Linked DNA regions of Mus musculus: regions 1, 3 and 4 are each linked to region 2. A link is a contact called in public Hi-C, HiChIP or PLAC-seq and Micro-C data. All regions are on one chromosome and are shown on one strand. The core of a region is the stretch at or near the end of the contact, and the rest is flanking DNA. Distances in the headings are between cores, read along the strand shown.

The links. A called contact is a pair of places that touch in the nucleus more often than the background predicts. HiChIP or PLAC-seq counts read pairs in DNA pulled down with a chosen protein or histone mark.
Region 1: a contact with region 2 is called in a Micro-C map of embryonic stem cells, with 2.6 times the contacts expected there. The contact joins the promoter of Mael here to the promoter of Pou2f1 in region 2. A contact is called at or near these places in 4 of 39 promoter capture datasets (cranial neural crest, frontonasal cranial neural crest, hippocampal neurons and 1 more) and 2 of 484 Hi-C or Micro-C datasets (both in embryonic stem cells).
Region 3: an H3K4me3 HiChIP or PLAC-seq map of the SCID.adh cell line shows a contact between it and region 2, with 12 read pairs. The contact joins the enhancer-like site here to the promoter of Pou2f1 in region 2. A contact is called at or near these places in 13 of 39 promoter capture datasets (the 3T3-L1 cell line, 3T3-L1-derived adipocytes, the HPC-7 cell line and 8 more), 1 of 484 Hi-C or Micro-C datasets (CD8 T cells), 16 of 115 datasets of contacts at active chromatin or transcription factors (CD8 T cells, the SCID.adh cell line, VIP interneurons and 13 more) and 2 of 9 other capture datasets (adipose tissue and liver).
Region 4: a contact with region 2 is called in a Hi-C map of the G1E-ER4 cell line, with 3 times the contacts expected there. The contact joins the enhancer-like site here to the promoter of Pou2f1 in region 2. A contact is called at or near these places in 17 of 39 promoter capture datasets (the 3T3-L1 cell line, 3T3-L1-derived adipocytes, the C10 cell line and 12 more), 21 of 484 Hi-C or Micro-C datasets (the AML12 cell line, CD4 T cells, CD8 T cells and 12 more), 27 of 115 datasets of contacts at active chromatin or transcription factors (the 230-238 cell line, DN3 thymocytes, the HPC-7 cell line and 21 more) and 4 of 9 other capture datasets (adipose tissue, liver, macrophages and 1 more).

What each region holds. Positions count from the first base shown.
Region 1 is chr1:166,237,401-166,240,195 of GRCm38.p6, forward strand. Mael (maelstrom spermatogenic transposon silencer) reads right to left here and starts at 1,344. Exons shown (of 12, transcript NM_175296.4): 1 at 1,135-1,344; 2 at 863-955. The coding sequence starts at 1,266.
Region 2 is chr1:166,000,915-166,003,945 of GRCm38.p6, forward strand. It overlaps Pou2f1 (POU domain, class 2, transcription factor 1), which reads right to left and starts at 1,720. Exons shown (of 16, transcript NM_198932.3): 1 at 1,648-1,720. The coding sequence starts at 1,708.
Region 3 is chr1:165,812,699-165,815,895 of GRCm38.p6, forward strand. All of the region lies in intron 1 of Cd247 (CD247 antigen), which reads left to right. Among named protein-coding and RNA genes, the nearest start is that of Gm23402, 4.6 kb to the left of the region's middle. Within about 2 kb of position 1,618, at least 53 of the 459 cell types and tissues checked have an H3K27ac peak or open chromatin away from gene starts, as enhancers often do. A contact at or near this core is called in the SCID.adh cell line, adipose tissue, double positive thymocytes and 1 more, where this site is marked.
Region 4 is chr1:165,853,231-165,856,476 of GRCm38.p6, forward strand. It overlaps Cd247 (CD247 antigen), which reads left to right. Exons shown (of 8, transcript NM_001113391.2): 2 at 1,936-2,039; 3 at 3,170-3,226. Among named protein-coding and RNA genes, the nearest start is that of Gm32999, 5.7 kb to the left of the region's middle. Within about 2 kb of position 1,596, at least 29 of the 459 cell types and tissues checked have an H3K27ac peak or open chromatin away from gene starts, as enhancers often do. A contact at or near this core is called in CD8 T cells, the G1E-ER4 cell line, the HPC-7 cell line and 6 more, where this site is marked.

The DNA of each region.
Region 1 (2,795 bases), core at 94-2,593, 240 kb after region 2:
AATTTTTTCTTCAAATTTTCATTCCCCCCCCCCCCCCCCCCCGTGTGTGTGCTTGGCTGCATGTATGTGTGTCACGTGTGTGTGCGCAGCACCAGTGGAAGCCAGAGGAGGGCATCAGAACCCTTGGGAACTGGAGTTACAGATGGCTGTGAGTCACCATGTGGGTGCACCGACTCAAATCTGGAACTTTTGGAAGAGTAGCCAGAGCTTTTAGCCAGTGAGCCATCACTAGTCCCTTAAGGAGATATGTTTTATAGAAAAATCTGATAAGAGCAATCAAAGCTCACAAGCACAGATCCTCAAAAATCCACCTGACTTAAGACATCAACTTAAAATGTAAATCTACCTACCATATTTACAAATAACTTGCCACAATTTTGAATTTCAATCCAATGTCACAAATTTAAGAATGAAATTTCGGTATGTACAAACAGAAAAGCAGCATAAGGGAGAAGAAAAAGACTTCTTTATTGACCTTGTAGATACTGACTTAGTAGTCTACTATCCCAATACTCTGGAATTTGCTTAACTATTTGGGGGGGGGGGGGGTTCTGTAGGATCTACAAATGTTAACCCAGGTCTTCACGTCTTGTTATTACAATATTTAAAGAACTGTTAACAAGCTTGTTTCTAGGAACCATTTAAATAAAAGCCTACGCTTTTTAAAAATTATTATTACAGCTGTCTAACCGGTAAGAACTGAAAGGCAGTCGGGGAGCCGTTTAGTGCAAACCCTGACCCCCAACCCCAAACCTGCCTTTCCCCTGGGGCTTCTGCACTATCTGGAAACTTCCCGAAGGTTCCTCGGGCTCCACCGTGGCTGGAGTCCAAGGGTGGGCGGGCGAGAGGTGGCTGCCCTTACCTGCTTCTCTGAAGGCCCAGAATCCTTTCCCTGGGCTGCTCTCCACTCTCGAGCCATTTCTGAGTATTTCTCCTTCTCATCCTCCCTCAAGAGCTTGGGGAGAAGAGGGATACAAGAGAGGCGAGCTGTGAGGGTGAGGCGTCCGATCCACACCCCGGTTCTGGAAGGTTCTGTCGGTTGGTCCTGCCCTTGGGCTGTGTCCCCTCCACGGGCTCCCCCCAGGCTGGGTTCCCACCGCGCCCTCCCCGCTGCCCAACTGCCCGCTGCCTCACCGCCCAGTCGGCCGAGCAGTAGGGGATGGCGTCTGCCACGCGGGCCACCGGCAGGCCTCGCCGGCGCAGTTCGGGAATCTTCTCCTGTACGAAGAAATAGTAGGCATTGCGGCTGGCCCTGCGGTTGGGCATGGCGTCGTCGGGCCTCGACGCCCTCCAGAGACGCAGCAAGCAGCCGGCGCCCTTGCCGGGCTCCCGCCCTTAGTAACCGAGCTCGGAGCCTGCGCGCGCTTCAGCCCGGCACTTGGCCAATCAGGGTGCAGCGCGCAGCCGCATTGGGCCCCCTGCTGTGGGGGTGAAAACAGCCTGAAACTGGATTCCACCTCGTGCGTGAGGGGGCGGAGGGGGCGGGAGGGAGGAGGAGCGAGGCGCAGGTGGGGAGAGCACTGTGATTGGCTGACTCGCTTGCCCGGTAGGCGGGGATTGTCACGTGGTAGGCCTGGTACTTTTATTATTATTTTTTCCCTGTACATTGTTGCTTGATGTACCCCGTTAGTAGGAAGAGGACTCGCAGGTGCTTTCGGTTCCTGGGTGTTTCACATTCCCGAACTAGCGAGCTTGTGTAAAGCACTGAGAGGGAAAAGGTGGGGACAGGAGGGTGTTTTCAAGACGACGACAAACAACAACAACAACCACAACATATTTGAAAACTTCTGTTTCACAAAACATCCATGAATAAAGTTTTATAGGCTTTCTTATAAGGTCTGGGTAATTTGGGGAGGGGTCAGTTTTATTAGTAGGTATCATTTTTCGAAGTTATTGTGAAATGCTTTTCTCATCTACTTGGTTACTGCTGACTCAAGGTTGAGCCTGTGTATTTAGTAATAGTGAGTTCTCATACTGGTTCAAACTGTGCTGCTTGATCTTGCCTGGGTTTTCTCATTGCACTTCCCAACTACATTCCTTTGTGTATTCGAGTTACTTAATTTGTGTATAAGTAGAGTTGAAAATTCATTTAAAATTTTTATCTTTTCAGATAACTTGATCATCTTTTCTCTCTGTCACTGACAGATAATCAGCCAGATTAGACCAGATTAAAAGTAGATAATGGCAGGTTTATTTGGAGGCAGCTCTCTGGTGGGTTCATCGGATTTCACAGGTCAAGGTCAGCAAGGTCACATATCCAGGCAAAAACAAGGGTTAGTTTTTTTGTTTGTTTGGTTGGTTGGTTTTTTAATGGGTCTTGGGCATGGGGTGATGACATGTGAGTTAGGAGCTGGTATTTGCCCTTACATGGTCAAAAAGTGAGCCCCTGAGCAGGCACTCATGGGTGGGTTGCTGGAACACTGAGTAGTGAGGTGTTTTTTCTTTGTAGGTGGAGTTGGTGGAAGGGGAATAAACAGGGTTTTCCAGCTTGTGAAGAGACTGAACAGGAGTCCCAGCCTAGCAATGACCTCAGTTTTAATTGTTTGCTAGTAATGTTGCTAAATTTTTCTGGTATTGAACCAGTCAACATTTATAGTATACACTCTTCTTGATCATGAATCGTCGCTGACACTTGAAGTGTTGCTGACACTTTAAAAACGTTTTTCTGTCTTAGTAGATAATGGATTGTTTTTGTGGTGCTTCCTTTAGGGATCAGAGGAAGTTCTGAGTGAGTAGCGTCCCGAAAGAATGTGCTTTTGTTGACGTGGGCAGGACCATGACCCAAAACATACCAG
Region 2 (3,031 bases), core at 470-2,969:
ATGTGTTTTGCCTGCGGAGGAGGGGACTCGAGTGGCAGTTGATGGGGGAGTCATTTTGGTTATTAGTAAATAAATCAAGCAGCAGAGAACAGGGCCTAGGCAACTAGGGCAGTCCAGGCCTAGTTCTCTCCTTGTCTTCCCAGCACAGACTGGGTTTGATCTCAGAGTCCTGTGGATTGCCAAGGAGGAGGAGAAGGAAAAAAAAAAAAAAAGAATCATATCGAACCACAAAAGCACATGGGGCGAATGTAAAATATAAACACGGCGTTGGGCTGTGAGTGGCTGTTATTAAAGGTCTGAATTACTAAACATGAGAGGCGGGGAAAGCCAGGCGGCCATTTCAAGAATATAAACCTCCCTGAATTAGACATTATTCAAATGAGAAGCAAGTAGAGAAGACCCAGCACGCAGCTAGAAAGCACTACCACACACAGTCAGGGAGGGGGATCTCCGTGTCTAGCCACCACCCCCGCTCCCCGCAGTACAGGAGAAATCTAGAATATGATCAACTTGTCAGGCCAGCCCTTTGAGGGCAGGAGGGCAATCCTTTACGGTCCAGTTCTCGGGTGACCTCCGAGAGCTCCGAGGCCTCAGAGCGAGAGGGTCCCCAAGGCTACCAGCGCGTGGGGGGGGGGGGATGTGCGCGGAGGAGCTACCAGACCCCGCGAGCACCTCCAACCCAACTGTCCCGCGCGACCCACAGCAGCGCGGACCTCTGGGTGAGGGCCCGGGACACACGGACAACCGAAGCCATTTCCACGGAGGGGAACTTCCCCGAGGGTTCCTCCCACCTAGCCCAGCCTCCAAAGGGTCCGGGGGACCCCAGAGCGAGCTCACAACCCGAAGGCCAGCTCACAGGGCCCACGCCACGCTGCCCCTAACCAGAGACACGGACTGGCTGGGGTCAGGCCGCTGCCCCGGGCACGAGCAGGGCGCGGCTGAGGGGCCCCGGGCCGTGACCCCCGGGCTCGGCCCCACGCGGACCCCCCGCACGGCCGGGGGCAGGGCACCACTCCCCGGTGCGTCCCGCAGCGAGCAGCGTTCCCCAGCCCGAGCCCGCGCCGGCTCCCAATCCTGGGGGGGCGCCGCGCGGGTGTCCGGCCACCGGGGTCCGCTCGGGCCCCGCCGCCCACCGGCATTGTGCTCGCCGCCACCTCTGGCCCCTCCACGCCCCCCCACCGCCCGTCCAGGTCTCCCGCCCGCACCCCGCCGCGCCCCGCCAGCCCAGCAGCTATGAATATGTAAAATGTCTTTATTGTCCTCTCCCGGTGCCCCGGCCCCGCCGCCTGCCGTGGACCCGCTTAGATTCGGGCACCGTGCGAGGAGGCGGCGGCGGCCGGCGGAGGAGGAGGGCCGGTGCCGGCGGGCGGGCCGGCGCGGCAGCCGCGGGGTGGGCCGGGGGCAGGAGGAGCGCGGTGGCTCACAGCCCCCTTTGCCCCGGGTCTTCTTCCCCCTCCGCCCGGCCGCTCCGAGCTCCTTTTCCCCCTCCGCTCGGCGCCCAGAGGGGGCTGTGTTCCCCGGCCCCCCATCTCCTCGCCGTTAATTATAATAATCCTGAGTACTAATAAATTATGCTAAGTCGCGGGGGGGGCAGCGGGAGCCCGGCTCGAGTATGAATATGAATATGTAAAATGCTGTAATGATTACCTGCTGCTGCTGCCGCCGCGGCTGAACTCTCATCTTGACTCGCTGCTCCTCCGTCCGCCATTTTGAATATTTTAACCAAAATCGCCCGGTCGATAAACCCTCCCTCGCTCCCGCTCCCCTCCCCCTCCCGCCCTGCTCGCCGCCTCCCTCCTCTCCGCACCCTCCCGTTCCTTCCTCTCCCGAGGCGCGCGCCAGGGGGCGCCCGAGGCCGGCGCTGCTCTCCGCCGGCCCCCTTGGAAGAGCTCCACCCCCCTGCGCGCGCGGTGCGCACGCGCGTCCAGGCTGCAGGGACCCCGCCCCCTCAGGCTTCTAAAGTGCCCCCTAACCTGCCAATCATCTCTTCCTTGTTTTGTTTTTTTTTCTTTCCCCCTCCCGTCCGCGCCGCTGTGCGCACGCGCAGTTTTCTCCACGCGCCGGAGAGGTAGGAAGCGCATGCGCGTCTCTTCGCCCCCTCCCTCCCCCCGGGAGCGCGGCTTCACCCCAAAGTGTAGTATGTCAAGTGCTTGTTTACGTCTCGGGATGGGCTTCCCGTCTTCCGTGTTAGTCCCCTCCCGGATAAGTTCGGGGTTTCCACGGCGGTACTGTAAAAGGGCAACATGCCCGGCGTCTCGCCGCGAGGACACGCGTGAGGGACTAGCGAGCGCTCCACGGCCGCGCACTTTTTCAGGACTCCCTCGCAGTTGACTGCGACAATGGAGGGGACCGCTCCCCGCCGAGGTAATTTCCGGCCCTGTGTGCAGGTGGGGGCGGAAACGCCCTCGGCGGGCAACGGGCACGAGGCACCTGCTGGGCCACGCGCGGACGTCCCGCTTTAAATTTGAATCCGAGCTAATCCCCGCCCCGCGCCTCAGCCCACGCCGCAGATTCGGGGCGGGGCCGGCGGGCGGACTCCTGGGGGCGTGTCCTGGCGGCTCTAATTAGCCAGGCAAAGAGTCGCCTCCACTTGTCGCGCGTGCCCGGCCCAGCCTCTGTGGGAGCGGCCGTCCGAGTCGCCCGGACGCCCTTGCACGCGCCCACCCGTGCGAAACAAACAGACCCCATCTGCGTAGGGATTCTTTTTTCTTTTTTTTTTTTTTTCTTCTGGAGCACCTTTTAAAGGCTAATTGTAAACTGACCTGATTAAAACCATGCAAGTTGGCAATAGCGCCAACGGTTACGAATTCTCTTTGCTCTGTCGTTCAGTAAATACGATCGCGGGGGGCGGGGGGTGGGGGTGGTGATATTCCTCTTGTGACCATCTTCCTAAGTAATTAGCCAAAATATTGCCCAGATTGCTCCTTTATTGCAAAAAAAAAAAAAAAAAAAAAAAAAAAAAAAGGCCTGGATGAAGACCCAAATCTATTTTACTAATTCTTGACAAGTCCCAAGATTTTCCTAAAAAAAT
Region 3 (3,197 bases), core at 368-2,867, 190 kb before region 2:
TCCTGATCCATCTCTTCTGCTTCTCTGGGCCCCTCCACAAGTGAACCTTGAGTGGCTTAGTATGATGACATATTAGGATATTTGGTGCCCAAGACAATGACATGGACTTCTAATATTTTCCCCTCAGATTTAAAAGTTTGTGGTAAAACACACACAACATAAAATTTACCACATTAGCCATTTTGGGTGTACAGTTCAGTGGTATTAAGTACAGTCGTTTGGTTGAGCAACTGTCTCTAAGCCTCTTTTCATCTTGTAAAACTGAAACCATACATCCACCAACCTCCAGTGCCCGCCAACTGCCCCACCCCCAACTCCCATTCTATGTTCTGTCTCTATGATTTTTTGACTTCCCTATGTATCTTGTATGAACAGAATCATACAGTATTTGAATGCTTGAATGTTTTCTTCTTATTTTAGCATATTATCCGTGGGGCCCTATCTTGCTTTAGTAGGTGTCAGAATCTTCTTTTAAAGACTGAATAATGTCCCAGGTGTATTTACAGATCCCGTCTGGCTTGGTCACACACCAAGTGATGGACACCTAGGTTGCTTCTACTTGGTATTGTGAGGAAAGTGTTCTGAGTGTGGGCAGACAGGGGTCTGCTTTCCAGTCTCTTCAGATGTGTACTCGGAAGTAGGATTGGGAGGTCATGTAGTAGTTGAACTTGTGCAAGAACTGGCAAGCTATCCTCCACAGCGACTATACCAGTTTACATCCCTACCAGGAGCATCTGGCACAGCAGTTTCTCTATATCCTTGCCAACACTTGCTTCTGATTTCCCATCCTAGCTGCTCTCGCTGGGGTGAAGCGATCTGAACTTTTGAACAGAAAGAAACAGGCAAAGTAAAGGTTTCCCCTTCAGTGCCAGCAGCACTCAGGAGGCAGTCGCAGTCTCGGGGGGGGGGGGGAGTTTCATGAGTTCAAGGCCATCTGGTCTATATAGTGAATTGTAAACCAACCACGACTGCACGGTGAGGGTCTGTCAAAAGGAACGAAGGGACGAAGGACCTAAACCTGGCATACCATTTTAACAAACTAATCATATTAACACATACAAAAATATAGTAACTGCGTATGCATGGCCCTTCAGAGACAATGCAAAAGGAGGGAAGGGAGAAGATGTGTAGAGAACAAGATAAGAAAAATTAGAAGTTAAGGTGGGTAAGAAAAATTAAGGTGGCGCAGAACGGTGACAGGCTCTGAGGACAGCTTTGCGACAGCAGTTGGGGGCAGCCCAACTCTGAGTGCTGGACCCTGTTTGCCTACATTTGCCTGGGGAAACTGACTGCTTCCAGGGCAGGAGGGTCCTCAAGAGAAACAAGCCACAGATCCTATTTGGGGTCAGAAGATCAAAATGGGGGAGGGGTGATTGGCCCCTAAAACAGGTTTGCCTCAGGGAGCAGAAAGCAGGCTTCCTTGGTTTCTTGGTTGGCCTGGCTGCCCCTTGTCCCTCTGCAGAGCTAGCCTCTGTAGAGGCCAAACTGGGTGGCATTCAATCTTGGGTTTCATGCATTTTTTAAACCTGCTGTTGAAGGAGCAACTGCATCAGGCAGCCCTTTTATGTCAGGGAAACCGCCTGTGAGAACGGGGGAGGTGATGGGGGCGCTGAGCTCCAAGGGGCTGCCCTGGGCCTTTGTTTCAGGAGGCCGCACAAGGCGGCTGGGCTTTTCCTTTGAAAACCCCTGGCCAGGAGCTCAAGAGCCTCTTTTCTGCACACCAGCTACATCACATTTTACAAACCTCAAGGAAGGGGACCCAGACCTGGTTCTGTAGTAGTCTGGTTTGTGTGCCTCGAGTCTCCGACACCCTCATTTTCTTGGTAAGCACAGAATGTAGGGAATAGCAGTGTTTTCTCTTACATCCCTGCAAAGATTTCCCTGGAATTTCACCACCAGCTGGATGAATAGAAAGAAAAGGGAAGCAGGCAGACTAAATAGACGGGGCATCTCAATGGCATGTCACCGCCTCACAAAGCCGGCAGGAAATCCTTAATTAACCCTGCTTCCAGACACAAAGCCCCCATAACATTTCATCCCATTTGAATAAATATTTTTAAAGAAAGGAATGTGAAAGCACTTTTATTCGTGGTCTTGGAGCGCTAATTTAGCACCACGTGTATTTTCAACTGTCCCACAAAAGCGCAGAGGATAAGGGAGTTCTTCCAAAAGCCCTCCTCCCCTCGGTTTCATTTCTAGTCCATGGTGACACATCCCTCTTGGGAAAATCCTGGCCCAGATTTTATTAGTCTTTTGTCAGCTGTCGGGAGTTAAAACTTCACAAATCCAGTCTACGCCTCAGCCCTGCCTTGCAAGCTGCCTGCCTCCCCATGAGATGTGGGCTAATGGTTGGGAAGAGTCACCCTCATCGATCCTGGACACAGCAATCAGCCCTTCCTTCCCCCCAACCCAGAAACCTACCCTGTGCTCAGTAGCCCCTGGCTTCCCCGAGCTGCTCCTGAGGCACTGAAAGCAGGTGTGCACACGCAGAGGTGTTTGGTCTCCTCTAGCACAGGTCTGTGGGGTCTTTTTTCCAAAAGGTTTCAAAATCACCATTATGTCGATTGACAGTGTTTCTGACCAGCTTTAGTTGAGCTTCCGGCTCTCCTCCTTGGTCCATGTGTGCTTAATAAAACCCTGAGACTCTTGCTAAGTCAATCCAGCAAGAAGCTCACACTTGACACCTGGTCACACTCAATATCTCAGAATCCAATGAGCCCCGTCTTCCACTGTCCCTCAGGGGTGCCTCATTTTGTCTTCAGCTGGGATCCTGTGACGTCAGCTTAGCCAGAATCTCTCTCTCACTCCTGATATATCTTTCTTAGTAATTTTCCATCCACTGACCCCTCCTGCCTGACGTCGGACTATACCTGCCCACCTGCCCTTACTGTGGTCAAGCTGAGCCCCACTGCTCTTTCCCACTGAGGAGCCCACCAAAGTGGTCCTTTATCTGTCTAAATGGCCTGGGTAAAGTCACTCTTATTGTTCCTCAACAAGGGTCTCTGAGTAATTTCTCTTTAACGCATCCTGGCAATCATTATTAATTGTTTTTACTAAGTATGATGATAATCTCTGATAGCTATATTCTGAGGTCCATTTTATAAAGTGATCTCATTATGATGTCATTTGCACCCCATGGAAATAGTGACTGTCCTTTCCTCCTGACAGATCAGGAAACTGAGGCACTGAGTGAGCTT
Region 4 (3,246 bases), core at 346-2,845, 150 kb before region 2:
CGAGGATAAAGGAGGAAGTGTTGGGATATGGCTCAGTAGGTAAAGTGTTTGCCTGCCACGTGTGAAGCCCTGGGGTTGAGTCCCAGAATCACCAAGCACAGAGATGTACATCTGTAAATTCCCAGGACTCCAGATGTGGATGCAGGGCATTGCAAAGCCAAGGCTGTCCTTGGTGCTATAAGTTCAATGCCAGACTGGAACACATGAGACAGTTGAAGAAGGGACAGGGTGGTAGTGAGTTCTTTCCAGTCTGGCCTGGAAAGGCAGAGCATTTGTGGGGCTGCACTGAGTCCCACACTTTGAAGTGTCTTTGAGCGGGATTGAGTTGGTTTCTGAGCAGGGACCTGGGGCCAGGAGGGACCCTGGATGAGAGAGTTGGAGTTAAAAGCTGAGAACAGAGGGCTTTAGGGACATGGTGATGGGGGACAGTGAGTGAGATTTAAGTCAGCCTTCTATTGTATGTGGGAGCAGATGAGAGGTTTCTGGCATAGTCACTACCTGCCTGCTCTGTGTGCTTCTGGTGGCAATCTAGCGGGGCCTTAATGATTGCGCTCACAGCCATAAACACTGCACAGAACAGACACTGAAGACTTTCAACCTGTTTTGCAGAAGAGGCAGCTGGAAGGATACCTTGCCGGAACTTAACTGGCACCCATCTGCCTTACCCACTGTTGGCCAGCGCCCACCAGAGGGCGCCACTTGCTACTGGCGTTAGGCTGGAAAGCCTTAAAGACCACTCTGCTTGTGTGGTTCTCAGGCAGGGCCAGAGGGAGGGTTTTGTGATACTGGGCCAGTTCTCAGATCCACACTTACCCAATAGGAGGGAGTTCAGGATCAGTAATATGCTCAGTTTGCTTGCTTTGTGTGATCTTTCAAATAGGAAGGCTACCTTCTATCTAACTAACGTATTTCCTTTCCTCACTCCCCCTGCCCTTCTTATCTACTGAGAACCATACATGCTTTGAGTGTGATTCGATAAACATCAGAAAGGCAGGAGGGGTGACTCTGGAGTGAGGAGACTAAGTAGAAGAGGCTCTAAGCTGAAGCATGTAGTCTGCCTGGAACTTATGTAGCTCAGGCTGGCCTCGAACTCACAACCCTCTTGCCTGTTCAATGATGGGACTACTGATGTGCACCACGATACCTAGACTTCACTGATAATGACTAGGTATTGAGATGATTTTATCCAATTATCTAATTTCTGAGCCCTACATTTGTAACCTCTAGAGTCTCTCTCTCTCCGTATAAAGGCCTTAGTTACCTAGGTACATTTCTGAGGTTTAGAGTGTCATAGTTTATGCAAGAGCTCACTTACAGCGGGGCTTCCATGTCACCAGAGCAGAAGTTCTGTGCACAGCAGTTTCATTTTTTCCTAATACTCCCTCATTCTTCCCAGCCTCTGTGGTTACATCTGGTACATGTGGTTACATTGTATGCATATAGGTGCACTCCTTACATCTGGTACATTGGTTACATTGTATGCATAGGTGCACTCCTTACATCTGGTACATGTGGTTACATTGTATGCATAGGTGCACTCGTTACATCTGGTACAAGTGGTTACATTGTATGCATATAGGTGCACTCCTTACATCTGGTACATGTGGTTACATTGTATGCATTGGTTCACTCATTACATCTGGTACATGTGGTTACATTGTATGCATTGGTGCACTCGTTACATCTGGTACATGTGGTTACATTGTATGCATAGGTGCACTCTTTACATCTGGTACATGTGGTTACATTGGCCATTGCAGGCTGGGTTTCTTCAGACTCAGTGAGAGAGGTTGTAGGTTGTGGTCTGTGTGAAGTATGAGGACTGGACCTAGTGCCCGTGACATGACTACAATCTGTCACAGAATTGACCTGGGGTAGGTGGGATGTGTTCTTGCCAGATCCAGCATGCCTAACCAATTTTCTCTCTTGGCACAGAGGCACAGAGCTTTGGTCTGCTGGATCCCAAACTCTGCTACTTGCTAGATGGAATCCTCTTCATCTACGGAGTCATCATCACAGCCCTGTACCTGAGAGCAAAAGTGGGTTCCCCTGGGCTCTTGAGGGAGGGTATAGGTTCCTCCACTGGGAGGATGTGAGGTGGGGATTTGGCACTGGAGAGTCTCAGGCCTGTGCTCTGCTTGGTGTCCATGGGCAAGGCAGGATACAACCAAGCGTGCACAGCCGGTGAGCAGAGAAGGCGGGGTATCCATCTGTGGCAGACAGAGCAGCTCAATGATCCAAGTGCTATGTGTATTACTGAAGATCGGTACCAGTGCCTGGATGTGGCTTCTGCTGGGAAACAGATGGCTTATACTGAACAGTTTAGGACAAGAAAGTGAAAGACAGACAAGACAGCCTCTTCTTAGGGCCTGCGGTTGAGCTGTAATGGAGGCCATACAGCTTTTCTCTCCAACTCTTGATTTTCCCATCCTGGAAATAAGAATGGTGGACAGAGCATCAGGCATCACCTGGTGCCTGAAGCCGTGGGTTTGTGGAAAGGACACACCTGGGAAGGTAGAAATCTCATCTTCCCAGGGCAGTAGAACCCATTTCCTTTCAGGCATAAGATTTCATTTGAGGAAGTCTTACTTTATGATTTTTTTTTAAATTTGGAAACTACACTTAGCACCAACTCTGGAAAATCCTGCAGTTCCTCTCAGCTTAGGTAACATGTGTGGTTATAGCGACTCGGGGCACACAGTCAGGACAGTAAGCAAGCAAGGTGCTTCCCACTCAGGAAACAGCTGGGTGAGTAATGATGCCCATGTGCCAACTTAGTAGGAAGCTTTTTGTAGGCACTGTCTACCCTCAGGGTTCCTGGAGGAAGGGGAACAGGAGGGGTTTCCTGGATTCCGGCAGGCACAGACGGAGAGCCTGGAACCCCTGCACACAGGGTGTGTGGGGGTGTGTGGGGGGGGCAAGGCCTTTACTTGGGATGATTAACTTCTCTGAAGACTAAAGCTGTAAGCACTTTAGTCAGGTCGCAGGCAGGAGAAAGGACAACTGAGTTCAGAAAGAAGCGGCTACACTTTGGGCTAGCCACAGGGAGCCAACAAGGGAGTTTGTTGTCATCGGGCATGGAGGGGCTGACACGCAGCTCTGCACTATAGCCAGTCCGATGGCCCCTTGGAGGTGGTGCTGAGCTCTGATTCTCTCTGCTCTGTTGCAGTTCAGCAGGAGTGCAGAGACTGCTGCCAACCTGCAGGACCCCAACCAGCTCTACAATGTAAGTTCCCCCTTCTGCAG